Regions from separate parts of the Mus musculus genome. Here region 2 is linked to region 1. A link is a contact called in public HiChIP or PLAC-seq data. All regions are on one chromosome and are shown on one strand. Each heading gives the region's core, a stretch centred on a gene start, on an enhancer-like site or on the middle of the called end of the contact. The rest is flanking DNA. Distances are from core to core; before and after follow the strand shown.

What was found. HiChIP or PLAC-seq counts read pairs in DNA pulled down with a chosen protein or histone mark.
Region 2: a contact with region 1 is called in a FOXA1 HiChIP or PLAC-seq map of pancreatic cancer cells. The contact joins two enhancer-like sites. A contact is called at or near these places in 2 of 115 datasets of contacts at active chromatin or transcription factors (bone marrow-derived macrophages and pancreatic cancer cells).

What each region holds. Positions count from the first base shown.
Region 1 is chr10:19,191,832-19,195,014 of GRCm38.p6, reverse strand. The region is part of intron 3 of Gm20139 (predicted gene, 20139); the gene reads right to left. Among named protein-coding and RNA genes, the nearest start is that of Gm40607, 50 kb to the left of the region's middle. Within about 2 kb of position 1,469, at least 60 of the 459 cell types and tissues checked have an H3K27ac peak or open chromatin away from gene starts, as enhancers often do. A contact at or near this core is called in pancreatic cancer cells, where this site is marked.
Region 2 is chr10:20,103,275-20,106,539 of GRCm38.p6, reverse strand. Map3k5 (mitogen-activated protein kinase kinase kinase 5) reads right to left here. Exons shown (of 30, transcript NM_008580.4): 18 at 2,275-2,380. Among named protein-coding and RNA genes, the nearest start is that of Map7, 66 kb to the left of the region's middle. Within about 2 kb of position 1,724, at least 194 of the 459 cell types and tissues checked have an H3K27ac peak or open chromatin away from gene starts, as enhancers often do. A contact at or near this core is called in pancreatic cancer cells, where this site is marked.

The DNA.
Region 1 (3,183 bases), core at 220-2,719:
CTTGGACACCCCAAATATTGGTTTTTAGACCTTCTATCACTGTCTCCCCTGGTTCTCAGGCCTTCAGACCAACCCTGAAGAATGCAGCAGACTGAAGGACCTCCCCTTTCTCTCTGTCAGTAAATAAAGTGTTCACTGCATGGCATGAACCATGTGCTCACATGAAAAGCTGTGGTGTGCACCTGTGATCTCAGTGTTCAGGGGCAGATGATCAGCTTAGTTGAACTGGAAAGCTCCAGGCTCAATTAGAGTCTTATCTCAAAAAATAAGGTGCAACATGGATAAAAAGCCACTCAGTGATGATTTCTGGCCTGCGTGCGAGTGAGTGTGCACTCGAGCACACACACACACACACACACACACACACACACACAGAGAGAGAGAGAGAGAGAGAGAGAGAGAGAGAGAGAGAGAGAGAGCCTGAAGCTTGAATCTGGAGCCTGCTTCAGCAGTTGAGAGCACTGGCTGTTCTTCCAGAGAATTTGGGTTGGAGTCTCAGCATCCACATGGCAGCTAACAATTATCTATAAGTCCAGTTCTGACACTCTCTTCCTGCCTCCATGGACGCTACACACATCCAGAGAACAGACTAAGACTGAAGTACGAAACTCATACCTACATACATAATTGTTTTTTAAATGAGCAGTATATATAACTTACTAGCTTACTACATAAGTCAGTATATATGTATACAAAACATGATATAAGTGTATATATATGTAGGTATATATATATATATATATATATATATATATGTGTGTGTGTGTGTGTGTGTGTGTGTGTGTGTGTATACACACACACTAGTTTTCAACTCTTTAATGATATGCTAGCCATTTCAGTCCTACTGAAGGTCACTAAATGTTCTAACACCTTGTGCTCACAATGAGATTCTCTGAATACAGCTAGAAGGCAGAGAACATCTCCCCCCCCCCCCAACACACACAACAGAAACCTATGAATACCCTGCATTTAGTAGACGTTCATTAATCTTAGAAAAGGTCAGCATCTTGAAGACAATGTAATGGATCAGAGACAGAAAAGCACATCTTTGGAAATCCCCACACACTGTAGACTACTGTGACCTATCTTCTCCATTGCTGTCTTAGGGCTAATGAGCACAGTTACAGAAAAATCAACTATTGAGCAGATTTCTCCTGCTATGATCTTAAACTATATGACATTTCTGAAGAAATCTAAGAAGCTCAATTCCAGTTTCCCAAACCTCTCATCCTTGCCGTACACTCTCCTATGGGAAAAAAAAAATCAGAAACCATTGGATGGAAACACTAATAACGACCTATCATTAAAACTGCTCATCTTTTTGAAGGATGCTTTCTGTTGCAAGCATTACAGAACCTGACTCAACTGAGTTAATCAGTAAGATCATTTTATCAGATCACATGTCAAGATAGGCTGTTGCAGGGCCTCCAAGTTTGGTTTCTCAGTGGCTTTGTGATGTCAAGGGCATAGGTGATTTCCCAACTTTCTTCCCGTGTAGCCTCGGCTGATCAACAGGCTACATCCCTCAGCTCTGGGTAGCACATCCATAGAAGACAACATTCTAGAAAAGAGAGAGCATATCCAAGCCATAGAACAAATTCCCCCTCACATTTGCTTTAGTAAAGACTGGATCACATTCCTGGAGGAATCCATCCTGGCAAGAGGAATGCTATTTCATGTTTGCATGCTCCCTGGATGACCCGAGAAAGGACTTAAGTCTGGTGACTGAATAAAACTTGGAGGATGGGCTTAGACTCAAATTGCTAACCCTCCATTGCAAAAAAGTTTCTCTCATTGCTCTTTCCCTTCTGAAAATTGGATATGAAAGTTGCCAATGTCAAGATGAAATCACTCTGGTCAGACCCAGAATAAACAGAGCTGGGGTTATGAACTATCATAAAGACTTTCTAAAACCCACAAGAAATTCCTTCACAGTGAGCACACTGAGTCGGTGTTTGTCCCAGTTATTTTGCTTATTCTGTACCTATTTCTGTAACAAGGATCATCACAAGAAATTCTACCAAGCTACAAGAAGGACAGATAGACATTTGCCTGGCTATGTTGTTCGCTCAATGTCTTCACTCCCAACTTCTATGACCAGTGAACCTTTGTTTCGTGCAGCTTAAGCACATTTCCCCCTAGGTCTTTAAACAGCCTCCCTCACCCCAGTCTCTCCTGTTGTATCTAAGACGTCTGTGCACATCCCAAATTACCGCCCTTTGCCATTCATTCCTGAATGTACACAGTTTTCCTGAAAGCCACTCCCTCTGTTGGTACTTAACTGTTGACATCCTGAACATAGAGTAGAAATTGATTAATATGTGTTGAATATATAAGTGAAACTTGGCCACTTTTCTTGGCTCTGTCACTAACTAACTGCATAACTTTGAAATATTGATTGAACTTTTAAGGCTTGTTTCCTGTCTACAAAAAAGCAAAAAAGAGAGAGAGAGAATTTAGTATAGCTGGAGGCTAGGTATTGCTGGCTCCCTCCCCTTGACTCCCTGGCAAACAACTAAGGGTACCTAGTCAGCTCTGCTCAGGGTGTGGCTGCAACACTGACAACCTGTGGAACCCTTGATAACAGGAAGTTCTGTGCTGATCTTCCAAGTGGGGCCTGAGCAGGCAGGAGGCCACAAGCCCTCCATTCAGAAATCAGTGTCAGCTGGATGGAGCCAGAAGGGTGGGACTTCTAAGGAATGCTAATCAGGCCCGGTATCCACCCTAGGGACACTCTTGGCCTTCCCACTTCTTAGGTTGCATAGCCAAGAGTTTATCTCTATAAGCCATTGTTTTCAAAGCAGAGAGAGCTCTGGATTTTCCCCAGAATTCCACAGAAATTTAAGCAGTCTTCAGCTTTCCAAGGCAGAAGCCAGAGGCTTTCCCTGGGCTGTGCAAAGGTGACATGTTACCCTTTGATTTGATAATTCCTTCTTGGTTTAGATGTGTTTTTTTACCCTGCTAGGTATATTTCTTTTCCTTTATCTAAACACGTGACATACCAATACCAGTTAATATTAATGATCTAAAAGGGAAAATGAATGAAGGTGTTAACACAAAGAGTTTTCAAGCTTAGCAGCTCCAGAAATTGTTAGACACACATGTTCATCCTGTTTTTATTGTCAACGATGGAGGATCAAAGTCCCAAACACAAAGTTCAAGGGTTTTGTTTTTAATGGAATA
Region 2 (3,265 bases), core at 475-2,974, 910 kb before region 1:
GGAGGGAGCCCTCGGGCCTGGTTCTGGCCTTGAGGAAACTCTTTGCTCCCAGTGCCTGGTGAGGGAGAAGCAGGGTCTGAAAGGCAATGGGCTCCAAGGCAGGCCACACCTTGTGGGACATACAGGCTCTGGCTTTGTTTACTCTGCTTGGAAGCCACCGAGGGCTCTGGGAGACATTCTGGCTGCAATGTTGAGGATGGACAGGAGGGGCAGGAGTAGAAGCAGAGAGGCCATGTGAGGCGGCTGTGACAGGAGATCTCTGGCACTGGAAGGGTCATAGCCCGTCCCACTTCTGGACCGACATGCTTCCTCGATGGTCAGACTGCAGCGTGAGAAAGGGTGCCAGTGACAGCCAAAGTCTCGAGTGGCCCTCAGTGGCGAGAGACAGAGAAGAACGTGGGTGGGAAAGGTCTGAGGAGAAGGTAATTAACTCCACTTAGCATGTCAAGTCTAGCTCAAACCTCAGATCTATTACTAAACAGTTCTGTGACCTTGGGCAAGTTATTTAAACTCTTTGAACCTTAATGTTCTCACCATAAACCGGGATGATGTTACCTCCTGATTAGGGTTCATGTACAAATTTCAGTGTGTATGATGCACTGTGCACCCAAGCAAGGTATGCAGTCAGAGCAATAAACGATGACTCGCCCTGTCTGCCCCTCACCCAAATCAGCAGGAGCTGAAATCAAGCCAGGTCTTCCCACTACATTCACCAGAGCTGACGAGGTATCTTGACCTCTAGCCAGTCAGGACTACAAAGCCCACAGTGTTGAAAGGACCAAGACCTGCCTGCAAGCCATGGCTCTCAGATCAGCATGAAAGAGAGATCTGAGCTCCTTAGTCATACACTGTACACATCACCTTCATGTGTGGCCAGTGGGAGAGTTATAGGCTCAGGGCCCCGGTGAGGGCTCCTTCCCTACAGTGCCTTGTGGATTAAAGACAAATCTTCAAGATGAAAAGGAGGTATGAGATCAACATCCTGCCCACAAACATTGCAGAAGTAGGAATTATCATCTCCCAAGTCACTGAGTCTGGGCAACATCTAAATGGCTGCTTGCTAAGCTGAGAGAGAATGAGGAAAGAGGCGCAAACATGGAAGTTGCTCGTCGGTTGGAATTTATTTTAAAATACATCGTAAATATGGGTAATCCTGTGTCTGAAATACATTGTGTGGAGTCCAGGAGGTGGCGCAGATAGGAGGATCTGAAAGGCACAAGGGTTTCTCTCTCCTCCTTCCCACCTCCGAGGCCACCAGCACAGACTGCAGAGTAAGGGGGAGAGGAAGATGGACTGAGGTCTGCAGGCCAATGGCAAGAGCAAAGGTAGAGAGGAAACCCTGAGCTCCATCACAGACAAACTGCCCTGACCACCAGAGGTGTCTCCCACCTCTTTCCACTAATGTCCCACTTGCAAAATGGGGGCGCTTCTGTCTACCACAGGGGATTCAGAAATGGGGACATCTGGCCATTTTGCTTTACACTGAATCAAAGATTAGTCACTGACTCCTTAATTTTTTTTTTTAGTCAATCTCTAAATCTCTGGCCCTGCCCTCCTCCTCTAATAATAACAGAGCCCAATGCTCCTGGAGAGTTAGCATCAGAACATGGAACAGAGACATTCTGCAGGCTCGGTATCTAATGGGCAGTCATCCATCTGCTGGGCTCTGTTTTCCTCTTGGCTGTGTTCACCTTTTTGAAAACTGCTGTCTCCACCCTCCCAGGACTTGGCATCAGAGGCAGCTCAGTCACTGCGTTGCCCAATTTCTCATCTCCACCTCTTCCGAGTGGATGAGTCACTTCCTCTTTTCTGAATTGAAATCTTAGGGTTATTTATGTTGTGGGGGAGGGGAATTGATTCCTGGGAGAAAACAGACTAAGAAGGAGGGGAAACTGGAGCCCAGATAGGAAGTTGTTTGGGTATGAGTAAGAATCAGAGAGGCTGGGTGAGGGTATGTTTGTAAACAGCAGTCTCGTGAGGGTCAGAGTGGCTGTAAGCCAGTCAAGGGAAAAAAAAAAAAAAGGTCAGGAAACAAAAAGCAAGCATGCTGAGAGTGGGAAGTCACCTTCAGTGGTTTACACACAGGCTGAGCCACTCAGAACCCAGGAAGACAGGAGGGCAAGTCAGGCCCCGTACAGTTTTCCAGTGAGCATCAGGCAATCCCAGCATCAGTGTTTGTGAGAAACCTGACTTAGTTTATCTCTCACCTGACGCTGAGGCTCAGCAATTACATTCTTAATTATCCAAGATCTGTATCGTTCGGGAAAAGCGTACCTGTAAAGGTTTCGGTACATGGGTTTATGCCAGCAAGCCTCTTGGATGTCCCGAAGTCAGAGATCTTGAGCACACCACTGTAGGTATTAATCAATACATTGTCACCCTAGGGAAAGAATATTCCAATCAAAATGTTATCTTTTCACTGATGCTGTTTGTGGTTGACTTGAGCCTAATAAAAGTGCCCTTAGACCAAACAATGGCATTCATACTGTGTTCTTCAATAACAGTTTATCTCAGGAGAGAATTCCTTTCAATACAGAGTTCTTGATATAATTTTCATTTATGTTATCAGTTGTTTATAATCTTCTCTTCAGGTCACAGGCCAAACATGGCCCCCGAGGGAAAGTTCACCACAGTTTAAGCTAGCCTGGGTCACCTGTGGACAGTATCTATATAAATAACTTCCTTCACTTCCCAGGCACTCTTCTCTGTGGTGTTCCTTACTTTCTGTGGATTACCTAGGACATTTACGTTGGTTATAGGGTAGTGAGCAGGTGCATTAGAAACAAACACCTATAATACACACAGAACACTGCTGCCTGCTTAAAAGACCTTCAAAGTTTGGCATATGTCTCGGCTAACACGCTTGAAAACATATTTAAGAGAAACGAGTCACACAATCACTCCCGTTCTTCTAGGTAGCCCATAGTAATCTCTGCTCATTATCCTTCTAAGTTCTCAGTTCTGGCAGTATTATGTTCACCCTTTATCCCTTTGACCATGTGATCTCTGCCCCTAACATGATCACAGGATGGACACCTTAAGCCACATGTGCTCGAGCATGCGCACCTTCCAATATCAATATGGGTATGCACGGAGAGGCTCCACAAGAAAAATCCTCTCTGTTCAGGCTAGTAAAAAGTAAAAAACCCCAAAGTACAAAACCTCTGCTTGCTCTCAATAGTGAAATGCCCTTCTCTTTTAATCTCCTGGTTGCACTTTTTGGCTTTGTATTCACCAAAAGGTGAACTCATTTTGTTTGTTTACC